2 separate regions of the Sus scrofa genome follow, and region 2 is linked to region 1. A link is a contact called in public Hi-C data. All regions are on one chromosome and are shown on one strand. Each heading gives the region's core, a stretch centred on a gene start, on an enhancer-like site or on the middle of the called end of the contact. The rest is flanking DNA. Distances are from core to core; before and after follow the strand shown.

Evidence for each region. A called contact is a pair of places that touch in the nucleus more often than the background predicts.
Region 2: a Hi-C map of embryonic fibroblasts shows a contact between it and region 1, with 2.1 times the contacts expected there. The contact joins two enhancer-like sites. A contact is called at or near these places in 1 of 47 Hi-C or Micro-C datasets (embryonic fibroblasts) and 1 of 2 datasets of contacts at active chromatin or transcription factors (skeletal muscle).

What each region holds. Positions count from the first base shown.
Region 1 is chr14:64,927,357-64,933,729 of Sscrofa11.1, forward strand. The region is part of intron 4 of LOC106506013 (a long non-coding RNA gene); the gene reads left to right. Among named protein-coding and RNA genes, the nearest start is that of TMEM26, 5.1 kb to the left of the region's middle. Within about 2 kb of position 3,040, at least 3 of the 83 cell types and tissues checked have an H3K27ac peak or open chromatin away from gene starts, as enhancers often do. A contact at or near this core is called in embryonic fibroblasts, where this site is marked.
Region 2 is chr14:65,118,420-65,124,792 of Sscrofa11.1, forward strand. The region is part of intron 1 of LOC110256660 (a long non-coding RNA gene); the gene reads right to left. Among named protein-coding and RNA genes, the nearest start is that of C14H10orf107, 31 kb to the right of the region's middle. Within about 2 kb of position 3,507, at least 3 of the 83 cell types and tissues checked have an H3K27ac peak or open chromatin away from gene starts, as enhancers often do. A contact at or near this core is called in embryonic fibroblasts, where this site is marked.

The sequences.
Region 1 (6,373 bases), core at 1,790-4,289:
AGGAGCTGCTTTTTGACCATCTTGACATGTAATGATAGGAGTGGAGAGAGAAACATGACATTCCAAAGTCTTTTCAAAATCCTCCAGCCCAACACCATCAGGAACACATCTGTTGTTGAACACGTTGGGTTTATTACTTCTTTAGGGCAGGAGAACACACTCCATGGACAAGTGTGGGGCATCGCACTAAGAAGCTGTTAGAAAGATTAGAAAAGACTAGAAAATATTGGCCTTGTGTTAGGTGATTTTGAAAAGAGCTTAAGAGAGTGGTCTTTAAATTGGAGGTTATCAGAAAGTGAGGTTAATAATTCTATGATTCAGTATCTTAAAGCTAATTTAGGTAGGTGGGAAACATTTGATCATTTTTGTGGTTTGGACAATGTTTATGTTTTGTCTGTATTCAGGCATGATTGCAGAATGGTCCTATTTTTAACTTGATCCATCACATTCACAGAGTGGCCTTACTTGATGTCAATGTTTTATGAAATTTTTAAGTTCAACAAGAGGAGACCAAGGCTTGCCTGAAGGTGATTTCAGTCCACTTTCCTACCTTAGGAGGTTGCTTTTCTCTTTCCCAGGCTTCCTAGGAAGGGCTCTCCAGGAGCAAGAGTTAACAGAAAAAGGAGGGAGGTCAATCTGACCTCCACAGATCTTTGTTTTTCTCAGTTTTGAAGGTTTACATTTAGTATAGATTCTATTGTTTCTGGATCTGAAAAATAAGGCTATCATTAATGAGAACTTAAAAGTTATTTCTTTTTAATTTGCTCCTAAACTTGTTTTAGAAAACTGGAGGTATTGAAATATATCTTGAGACCTTCAACCCAGTAGTCCAATAATCTTTCAAAGAGGAAAAAAAATAAGAAATTTAAGAAAAAATCTTCTTTTCTTGAAAAAACTGTCTCAAGCTGCCAGTTCTTGTGGTGTGAGCTGAGGTGGTGCACCTAGATCAGAACCAGCTCATTCCACTGACCCAGGGAACAGCAGTCGCTAGGTCTCTCTTCCCTCCTTAATGCAAAATGAACACAGTTGGCAGGCTTCTCTCTCAATTAGAGTGGTTTGGGTTGCACAAAAGAGTCTCAGGCTAGCTCCAGTAAAGAAAGAATTTGTTGGAAAGGTACCCCTATTCCAACAATGGAGATAGAATCCTTTGGAAATCAAGCACAGGATGTCTAATGGGCCAGGCCTTGGGAAACTGGAGCTTGAGGACAGCTGTGGACTCTACAGGCTCCAGGGATCTGATGGTCACAGTCTGTGGATCTTTCACAGCAATTCTGACATTGTTGGCTTCCAGCCAAATCTCTCCATATTCTGAGTTCAAATTCCTGAGAAAAATAATTTGATTGAGTTCCTTTGATTCTTAGTACTGGGTCACACCATGGACCACTGAGAAGGCTATTGATTGACTGTAGACCAATCATTGATAGTGCCTGTACAAAGACCAATTTAGAGCTACTTTCTTCATCCGTCAAGAAAGCAGCCTTTATGCTTACTTCTGGGTATGGCAGTTTTAGCAGAGAGGAAGGAGGCATGGCAGGCACTTTGACTGATACATCTAGTGCCATTCAGCCCTGGAGTGACATGCACATGTCCTACATTTATGATGCCAAGCATGTCCCTGCCTGATACTATCTAAATATTGTGCGTCAATTATGGACCTACCTATGGCCTCCCAATAGCATTGCAATCCAAAGTCCCATCTGCTTCCAGAGCTACCAAAGTTACAGGCTGGTCTCAAAAGCCACAACCTCCTAATAATGTTCATATCTCCCTTAGCCCCATTTTGGTCCTATTCAGACGTCACTCTAACACACACACACACACACACACACACACACACACACACACACACACACAAGCAGGCAGTGGTGTAAGGTGGTGTAAGTAAGGAGTGTTCCTCAAAGACCTCGCTGCTGCAAACATCCACATCCAGCCCCAAGGATGCACTGATTCTCTTTACACCCTTACTAGCAGTCTCATCCCCATCTTCCTTTAATGAACATTACTTAGATTTTAGCTTGAGATCATTGGTAACTCTAGGTAAGGAGTAGAGATGGTCCCCAATGTAGACAGTCTGAATATAGTTATTGAATAATATTTTGAGTGCAGTTGCTCTTTGCACTTGCTGGTATGACTTCACCTTCTTAAAGTCTCTCATAGAAAGAACCATGCTCGCCTTTGTTATCTGAGGTTGTTTTCTTCTGCTATAGTTTCTCCATTGACTCAATCCTATCTGTGTTTGATTTTCCTGAGATTTCTCAAAATTCCTGATCCATCCCCTCATGCTTTATAGCGCTGTTTCAATTGTATCCTTTTTGGCTCAAAGATCTTCTCCATTATTTCTAAGGTGAAGTCTTAGCTCCTAGTTCCCAAATGTGAACCAGAAAACTCACAGGTGTATTTACTGTTCCAAAATGTGTGGATTAAATAGGAACTGTAACTGCAACTGTTTCACATTATATGTAATAGGAGAGGAAAAAATAGAGCTCTAAGTTAGTAATTTACTCTTCTTTAAAAAAAAAGTAGTTGGTAATTATCAATCTTAAGACACTTTAACAGCTAGCAAGGAAGAAAAATCTAAAGTATGGGTGAAGGTCTGGAGTGAGGCTGCCTTCAAGATGCCCTCTTCAAACCTTGGCACCACCTCTTAAGTGATTGTTGGCAAGTTACTTAATCTCTTTTTAAGCCTTGGCTTCTCACCTATAAAGGAAGAATCATGAGGTCCTTCATGTGTTATGAAAATTAAATTGATTGATGTTTCTAAAGTGCTTAGAAAAATGCCCATAATGTAGCAGACACGCAGTAAATATTTGTTGAGTAAGCAAATGAAGATAGGAGTGAAGGCTGAATAAAAAACACCCCAAAACAGAAATAAGTTATTCCCTAGCTGGTATCACAGCTGAGTCTTCTTCTAAAGCCAGCTGCTTGTAAATGGTGGGGTAAATAATAAAGCAGTAAAAAATGTTATTGGTATGAGCTCAGTGCTTCATCATATCATGTGAAAGAATTTCATAGATCAGTGGGAACACTGTATGATTGGCTGTGATGATAAGTCTAAAAATGTTGGTGGTTTTATCACCCTGAATAGTGTAAGAGTCACCTCTGAGGATAGCTAAATAGTTAAGATTTTTGGCTTTGGAGTCAAAGCTTGGTTTTGAGTCACTCTTCCTATTATGAGATGCATTATGTTCCCCAATATCCACATGTTAACATCCTAACCCCTAGTACTTCAGAATGTAACTGGATTTCAAGATAAAGTCTTTAAGCAGAATTGTGGTTGCCAAGCGGGGAGGGAGAGAGTGGGATGGACTGGGAGTTTTGGATTAGTAGACACAAACTATTACATGAATGGATGGAATGGATAGAATGGATAAGCAATGAGGTCCTGCTACATAGCACAGGAAACTATATCCAATCATTTGGGATAAAACATGGTAGAAGAGAGTATGAAGAAAAGAATCTATCTATCTATCTATCTATCTATCTATCTATAAAACTGGGTCACTTTCGTGTAGAGCAGAAATTGACAGAACATTGTAAATCAACTATAATAAAAATTTTTAAAAATAAAATTGAGCTGTTAAAGAAAAGAGAAGGTCTTTAAAGAGGTGATTAAATTAAAATGTAGCTAATGTGAGGAGTGCTACTCCAGCTTTCTTTTGATTTCCATTTGCATGTAATGTCTTCTTCTATCCTCTCACCTTCATTCTTGAGTGTCCATAGATCTGAAGTAGGTCTCTTGTTGACAGTATATATATGGGCCTTGTTTTTGTATCCATTCAGCCAGCCTGTGTTTTTCAGTTGGTTGGAGCATTTAATCCATTTACACTCAAGGTAATTACTGATATATATGTTCATATTGCCATTTTTGAATTGTTTTGGATTTGTTGATGTTAGACTTCTTTCTTCCCCTCCTCTTTTGTTCTCTTCTCTTGTGATTTGATGACTATCTTTAGTGTTGTGGTTGGATTTCTTTTTCTTTTTTAAATGTGTGTGTCTGTTGTTCTCTTTTAGTTAGTCATTCCCATGAGGTTTCGATATAGCATTCTGTATATATGCAAGATGCTTTCAAGTTGCTGTTTCCTTAATTTCAAATACATTTTCAATATCCTACTTTTCCTTTCTCACAATAGCTAGTTTTGATATCATTTCTCCACAGAAGACAGAGTAGCCAAAAAGCACATCAAAAGATGATGAACATCACTAATCATTAGAGAAATGCAAATCAAATCTATAATAAGGTATCACCTCACACCAGTCAGAATGACCATCATCAAAAAGTCTACAAACAATAAGTGCTGGAGAGGGTGCAGAGAAAAGGGCATACTCTTACACTGTTGGTGGGAATGTAAGCTGGTATAACCACTCTGGAGAACATTATGGAGGTTCCTTAAAAACCTAAATATAGAACTACTGTATAATCCAGCAATCCCACTGCTGGGTATATATCTGGAGAAAACCATAATTTGAAAAGATACTGGCACCCCAGTGTTCATTGCAGCAATATACGATAGCCAAGACATGGAAGCAACCTAAATGTCCATCAACAGAGGATTGGATAAAGAATATGTGGTACATATACACAATGGAATTTGCTCAGCCATAAAAAAAGAATGAAGTACTGCCATTTTCAGCAACACGGACAGACCTATCATACTAGGTGAAGTAAGTCAGACAAAGACAAATATAAGATCACTAATATTTGGAATCTAATAAAAATGATACAAAAGAACTTACAAAACAGAAACAGACTCAAAGATTATGAAACCAAACTTATGGTTACCAAAGAGGAAATGTGGTGGGGAGGGTTGTATTAGGGCGTTGGGATTTACATAAACACACTACTATATATAAAATAGATGGGTAACATGGACCTACTATATAGTATGAGGAAATTTATGCAAAGCTATGTAATAACCTATATGGGGAAATAATCTGAAAAAAATAGATATATTTATAACTGTTTTACTTTGCTGTATGCCTGAAATTAAGACAATTTTCTAAGTCAACTATACTCCATTAAATTTAAATTTTTTAAAAATGTAGCCATTAAGGTGGATCCTAATATGGTTTGACTGGTGTTCTTATAAATAGAGGCAGTTTGGATGCAGAGACAACAGGGATGCATGTGACAGAGGAGAGGCCCTGTGAGGATTCAGGGAGAAAGTGACCATCTGCAGGCCAAAGAGAGAGGCCTCAGATGAGAACAAAACTGCCAACATCTTGATTTTGGGCTTTCTGTGATCTAGGAATGTGAGAAAGTAAATATCTGTTTTTAAGCCATCCGTCCAGATATTTTGTTATGGCAGCCCTACCAAACTGCTTCAAGAATATGATCTGTATACAGCATTGTGAGTCGCCTGTACTCCAATAAAACTTTTTTCAAAAATACGATCTGCGCAAACGTGGGTGTTTATCTCTCTCAGCCTCAGTTTCCTCACTTGCAAAATGAGGATATAAGTAGCACTTAACCCATAGATTTTGAGGATGAAATGAGATTATCGTTTAGCCCAGATCCTGCCTTATAGTAAGAACTAAATATGTTAGCTATTATTAATATTGCTATGATAATAATGATTATTTTTGTTATTGGTGTCTCCAGTGTTCATTGCAGTAGTCAGTCAGTCCCTATCTGACTGAAAAGTGAGCAGCATTTCTACACACCCAAAATGTTATATCTGTTTGTAAATAACAAGCCTGTTTTACAGATGAGGAAAAAAATTTCTTTTAAAGGATTTTGGGGATCTACTTAAGAAGGCTTGAATTCTTAAGGTAATAAAGTATCTACTAACCCCAACCATTACATTTAGAATGGATAAACAATGAGGCCCTACTGTATAGCATAGGGAACTATATCCAATCTCTTGGGATAGACCATGATGGAAGATAATGTAGGAAAGGGAATGTATATATGGGTATGACTGGGTCACTTTACTGCACAGCAGAAACTGGCACAACACTGTGAATCAACTATAATTTAATAAAAAAAAATGAAAAGGGATTATGACAATCGAACACAAAATAATCAGTTTGAAAAAAGAAAGTTCATTCAAAATGTGAATTTCAATCATGATTAGTGTATAGTTTATTATTGGTCATTATTTGATTGGTTCCTTGAACATTTTGATCCATTTTGTATTTGTCCAAATAGGCCTAGGTTTATAGTTACAGTCATGAAAATTCTTAACCACAGGAGCAGGAAGATGAATATATACTGGAAAGCATTTTAAGATGTTGCTTTGCAGGGGCGCAGGGCAGGGGGGTGGTTGGGGGAGCCCTTGTTATGCTGCAGTTCTCAGGCCATGGATCAAACCCACACCACAGCAGTGACAATGCCAGATCCTTAAACCACTACGGAACTCTAAGACATTGCTTT
Region 2 (6,373 bases), core at 2,257-4,756, 190 kb after region 1:
TATCTCTTGCCACATCCAAACTGTTGGCAATTCTGCTTTTTCTACTCTTAGATCCCAAATCTGGCCATGTTTTACCGTCACTAATTCCTACCATCCTCATCCAAGCACCACCATTTCTTGCCTTCTGTCCTTGTAGCTTCTCTTGCCTTTTGAGAATCCAGACTTTCCACAAAAATCAAAGAAATTGTTTTAAATGCAAGTCAGAACACCTCATCCAGTGCTGAATTTCCTCCGGGTTTTCCCATTAGGGAGAGGAATTGCCCAGCTCCTGAGATTTCCAAAGTCACATCCTAGACATCTCCCCCAGACTTTGGCTCCTTCATGGGAACTGCGCTTGTACTTTTAGGTCCTTTGCACATTCTGCCCTCTGTGCCTGAACACGTGATTCCAGAATTTCCGGGGGCTACCTTCTTGATATTATCTAGGTGTCATTTGAAATGCCACTTCCCTATACCCTTCTTTGCTGACCACTCATGGAAGTGTTCACCCTTCTCAGTTATTATCACATCACTGTTTCACTGGCTTTGTAGCTCTTCCTGTGATGTAATGCATCTTGGTCATTTCTTTGTCAGCTTGCCTTTATCTGCCTCCTCCAGTCTAGAATACAAGTGCCTTGAGGGCAGAAATTGTCATTGACCACTGATTCTTCCACACCTAGGAGAACACTGACAATTTTTTTTTCCAATAAGCATGTGTCAAGGGCTCACTCTGAACAAGTCTGACAGTAAGCTCTTTATATAGCTTATCTTATTTGATATTCCCCACCATTTTGGAGGTGGATTCATCTAGTATCTCCACTTTCATAGAAGGAAGCTAAGACAGAGATAGGAGAAGGAGCTTGCCTCCTCAGATAGTCAGCAGATAATGGTACCTGTATTTTAAAAAGTCAAATCTATTGAGACATAATATATCTACAGTAAATGTTCCCATTGCAAATGTAGAGAGTGAATTCTGATAAATGAATGGCCCTGTGTAACCACTACCACAAGGAAGACATACAACACCGCTATCACCCCAAAGTTTCCCCTGTGCCTTTTCTAAGCTTACCCTCCACTAAGTCTGGCCCCCAGTCATCAATGTTCTGATTTCTATCATGAAAGATTAGGTAGGGCCAGCACTTCCTAGTGGCATCTATATTTTAACCCTCATTAGAAGCCACACTCCACTCCTTTTTTGGCCCTCAAGGTGTTTCTGAAGTTAATGCCTTCTTTGATGCATGACCAGATGACATGCAGTAGTTTAGGCCAGATTGCTGTATGTTCCAAAAATTTTGTAACAAAAGATAATTGTACCAACACCAATATGATGAATAACAATTAATATAAGTCAATACATAGCCATTTTTAAAGTAAAAAGAAATACTCAAAAACTCACAAATGAGGTTCAAGTTCCAGTTTAGGCTCTTACTAGTTTGGTGGCCATAAATTAGTTTTCACACACCACACCCTAGTTTCTATTATATGCATAAAAATAGAGCTCCTCAGATCACAATTGCAGAGACAGTGCAAAGATTACGAGATCACGTAATTTTAACACAAAGCATGGGTACCCGCACCTCACAGGGCATTAATAACCACAGTGTTCATTACTATTTCTATTCCATAAGCCAGGCCACACTGCCTTCAATTCTCAGTAGTGTTTGTCTTTTCAAAGTATCACAACTGCCTATTGAGACCCAGTCAACTCTATGAAATAGGTAGAGAAAGAATTACTCAGGTTGTTCAGATGGAGAAACCAAAGCAAAGGACAATCAATGTGACCAAAGTGACGTGCAGAGCAGCAAACAGAGCTGTTGGCAGGGTCAAGAACTCAGATATTTTTCCAAAGAGTCTCAAAGTAATTCACATGTATTAATCATTGCCACACTATTTTTGCTAAATTGGCAGGAGGAGACTGCCTTTATTGCATTTGGTTAGTGGGGACTCTAAAGCATGAGGATGCTTAGTGATTTACACAATTTTACTTTTAATGGCCACGCCTATGGCATATGTAAGTTCCCTGCCTAGGGGTCAAATCAGAACTGGAGCTGCTGGCCTATGCTATAGCCGTGGCAACCCCATAACCAAGCCACATCTGCAAACTGCATTGCAGCTTGCAACACTGGATCCTTAATCTACTGAGAAAGGCCAGGGATCAAACCCCAATCCTCACAATGTCAGGTCCTTAACCCACTGAGTCACAGCGGGAACTCCTACATAAACTATTAATGTTAAAACAATGACAGAAAAAATAATAATAATGACATGGAGTTCCCGGTGTGACACGGCAGAAATGAATCCAACTAGTATCCATGAGGATGTGGGTTTAATCCCTGACCTTGCTCAGTGGGTTAAGGATCTGGCAGAGCTGTGAGCTGTTATGTAGGTGACAGATTTCAGCTCAGATCCTGCATTGCTGTGACTGTGGTGTAGGCCTGCAGCTATAGCTCTTATTTGACCTCTAGCCTGGGAATTTCCAAGGGTGAGGCCCTAAAAAGGAAAAAAAAAAAAAGACAGCAAAGATGAAAATTTCAGCCTGTGGGTTTACCGTTTTCTTAGTAATGAGCTTGTCTACCCCACCAACTTTTAAACTGGAGCTTTACCAAAATGAATTACTAATCAGCACATTCAAGAAAAATGAAGAGAATGAGAGACAGAAGGGAAATAGAAAAAAATTCTTAAGAAATTTGATGGAATAAACACTGAAAATGGTTAGAAGTTGTGAATATGGCCCATATGTTCTTCTGGAGCCAGAAATTACCCAGACAAATAGGTGGGAATATATGCCTGCTAGACAGACAATGTACCAGAAATATCCATTTAGAGATGTAGTAATCAATGTGTGATCAAGAAATGTGTCTTTGGGATCATGGAGAAAATGCTATTCCAGTGATGCTTCCGAAATTTCAAAATTCTTGGTCTGTGGCTGCATCAAATGAGTTATTGGCTTCAACCAGAACAGAGGAGACAGACTTGCAATGCAGAAAAAACTTGACTCCCTTTTAGCTAGTTCCTTGCAAAAGAATGTTGTGATAGTTCGTGAAGAAGCACTTTCTAAAATAAGAATATCTGTTTTCGGTACAGAACAAATCTTAATATTGCAATGTTTAAAAGCAGTAATTTCCAGCAGCGTTTCAAAATTAATAGAGTATGATGTTCCAGAAGTTCTGTGCCCTTTTCTGAAGACGCAGAGTGGGGAGGAGGGTTTTGCTGCTACTAAGTCACGAGCTACAGAAGACTTGCCTCTTGAATACTTGCTGGTGCTGACTTAATTCTACTCCCTATGTGGTAACCTACTTTTCTTGCCCTTTAAGACATAGCTGGGTGGAGGCTATACCTTCACCTTTTTGATGGAGATGCACGTCTTCATTCTTGAAGAGAGAGATAGTTTGAGTATTTTAAGGGAGAACTTTCCAGGAGGGCTTAATGAATACCACAGATACTCACATGTCAAAACACTTTTAAGAACAGTCCTGCCTAGAGGCTTCATGACAACTCTTAGTGGGAGGTGCTTGAATTATGCTGGAATTCAGAGCATGAGATGATGCAGTGTAGTATTTTCCCTCTTCAGCTCATTCTCATGTCCAACTCTTAAGTAATAAAAGGAGCACAAAAACATTCCATGTTTTCACATGTTTGGAATGTGTGTGGGGTGTGTGTGTGTGTGCGGGTGTGTTTAGGGTTAGAGAGAGAATGGCTTCACTCCTTACTGAAGTGACCTTCTCAAAGTTTGAGCTCCACAGTTCAATTTTAACAGTGGATCTAGGAGAGAATAAATAGCTGAGGAAAGACAGACATTCAGCAATACTTTGAAATCAGCAGAAGATATCATCAATGTCTTTTTCTGGGTCCACAGCTACCGTTCTCCTCCAAGATGTGACTTTGTGATTCTCTTGATGTTCAGTTTCCCCATCCTAACCATCCCACCCTACCACCACACTCACAGTGTTGTGTTCCACCCAAGATGCAAAGGCCTGAACTTTCCTGAGCTCCTGTCCAAATATTGAACTAGACCCTTTCCCCTCAAGGTTCATGGCCATGTGATTGTGAATCCATCTACTGTGACTTGCATACCATCTTTTCAGGTGTGACTTAGTGCTGATCATTGAAAATAGAATGTTCACAAAGAGTTTTGTGCTTTCCTAAAAGAACTGGAAGATATAAAACTACTGGGCTCACCATCCTGCAATGCAACCATCTCCACGAGTGGAACAGCAGCTGCCCCCTTTCAATGGGAGGATACGCTACCCTTCCTCAGGCTCCCAGGGGACACCCTCCTTTTTTTTAGTGTTTACTGTGGAGTGGGAGACAGGGTAACAGAATGGGTTGTTCCCCATCCAGAAACACAGAGGGGACTTGAGAGGCCTGGGAGAGGAACTTCTGTGTCCAGATGTGTCATTGTTGGTGATACACTTATAGACACAACTATTCCATGCAGATTTAGGGGAAATCTTTGTTTTGACAGTTTGCCTTAAAGCAAAAGCCACAACAACAAAAGGAAGGAAGCCTAGACCTAAATTACCTACAGCCCCATCACCTCAACAAATCAGTATTGTCTTTGAATGTGTTACCTGGCAATCTTGTGCATGGGCACATTTGGTGACTGGCTATTTTCAGTAATGGTGTGGAACAAACTGCATTATTACTCATGTTCCCTTCACATTGTACTAGGAATGACTTACTTTTCTGCCCTTTTTTTCTTATCTTCCTCCAGTACCCGAGGTAATTCTGCAAACATATAATAACAGCAATAAACATAGATATAGGAGCATTTTGTTAGGGAAAATGGGGACTATGTTGTGAACATTACTCTGCAATGTGCTTTTCTCATTTAACAATATGCCATAGATACAGGGAAGGTTCAGGCCACTTCGAAAAAATCAAAACTAAAACTACAATGAGGTATCACATCACATGGGTCAGAATGGTCATTATCAAAAAGTCTACAAATAATAAATGCTGGAGAGAGTGTGATAAAAAGGAAACTTCCTCCACTATTGGTGGGAATGTAAATTGGTACAGCCACTATGAAGAACAGTATGGAGGTTCCTTACGGATAACTTAAAAATAGAACCCTCATATGATTCTACAATCCCACTCCTGGGCATATGCCCAGAAAAAAAAATAATTTGAAAAGATGCATGCACCCCAATGTTCACTGCAGCACTATTTACAATAGCCATGACACAGAAGCAACCTATATGTCCATCAACAGACAAATAAATAAAGGAAATGTGGTACAATATATGGAATATTACTCAGCCATAAAAATGAATAAACTAATGCGATTTGCAGCAACATAGATGGACCTAGAGATTATCACACTAGGTGAAATTAGTCAAAGAAAGACAAATATAATATGATATCACTTATATGTAGAATCTAAAATTTAAAAAAAAGATACAAATGAACTTATTTCTAAAACAAAGAGACCCACAGACATAGAAAACAAATTTATGGTTTCCAAAGAGAAAAGGTGGTGGAGAGAAGGATAATTAAGAGGTTGAATTAACATATACACATTACTATATATAAAATAGATAAATAATAAGGACCTACTGCTAGCACAGAGAACTATAGTCAATATTTTATAATAACCTATAAGGGAAGAAAATCTGAAGATGTATACATGTGTGTGTACACACACATACACAACTTAATCACTGTGCTGCATACCTGAAACTAACATGGTATTGTAAATCAACTCTATGTCCATAAAAAGTAATGATTAAAAAATGAAAAGAAAATGAGAACATTACCTCTAAAAAAAAACAAAACAAAACTCCTGTGACCCAGTTTCAGAGCATCCTAGGAAGGTTTAAAAAAAAAAGTGAAATGGAAATTTATTTATTTTTTCATTAAAAAGGTACAGAGGTAGGTCATCTAGGCTGTTATAATGGCTCTGTGGTCAACAAAGATCTTTCTGTTTCCCTGTCCCAGTGTGGGGTGTTTTTGTTTTTTTTTTATTATAGTAGACCTACAATGTTGTGTCAATTTCTTCTTTATAGCATAGTGACCCCATCATTCACATACATTTTTTCTCATATTGTCTTCCATCATGTTTTACCCCAGGAGACTGGATATAGTCTCCTGTGCTGAACAGTAGGAGAATGTCCTAGGAAGACTCTTGCCTCTTCCTGGAGGTTCTGTCTCCACTTACAAGACTTCTCCTAGTGATAAGCGGGTTCCCACGAGGTGAATACATGCCCAGGATTTGGACACACCTTAGGCAGGGCGCACTGGGAAAGCCACATCATCAAAAGCCCAGGCATCACACACATCTAAATTTAAATCCATTCTCTGCCACTTACAGACTCTGTCACCCTTGGGCACAGTGCTGACCATATAATTAGGAAACGGCAGAACAGGAGCCCCTCAAATGTGATACATGTGCG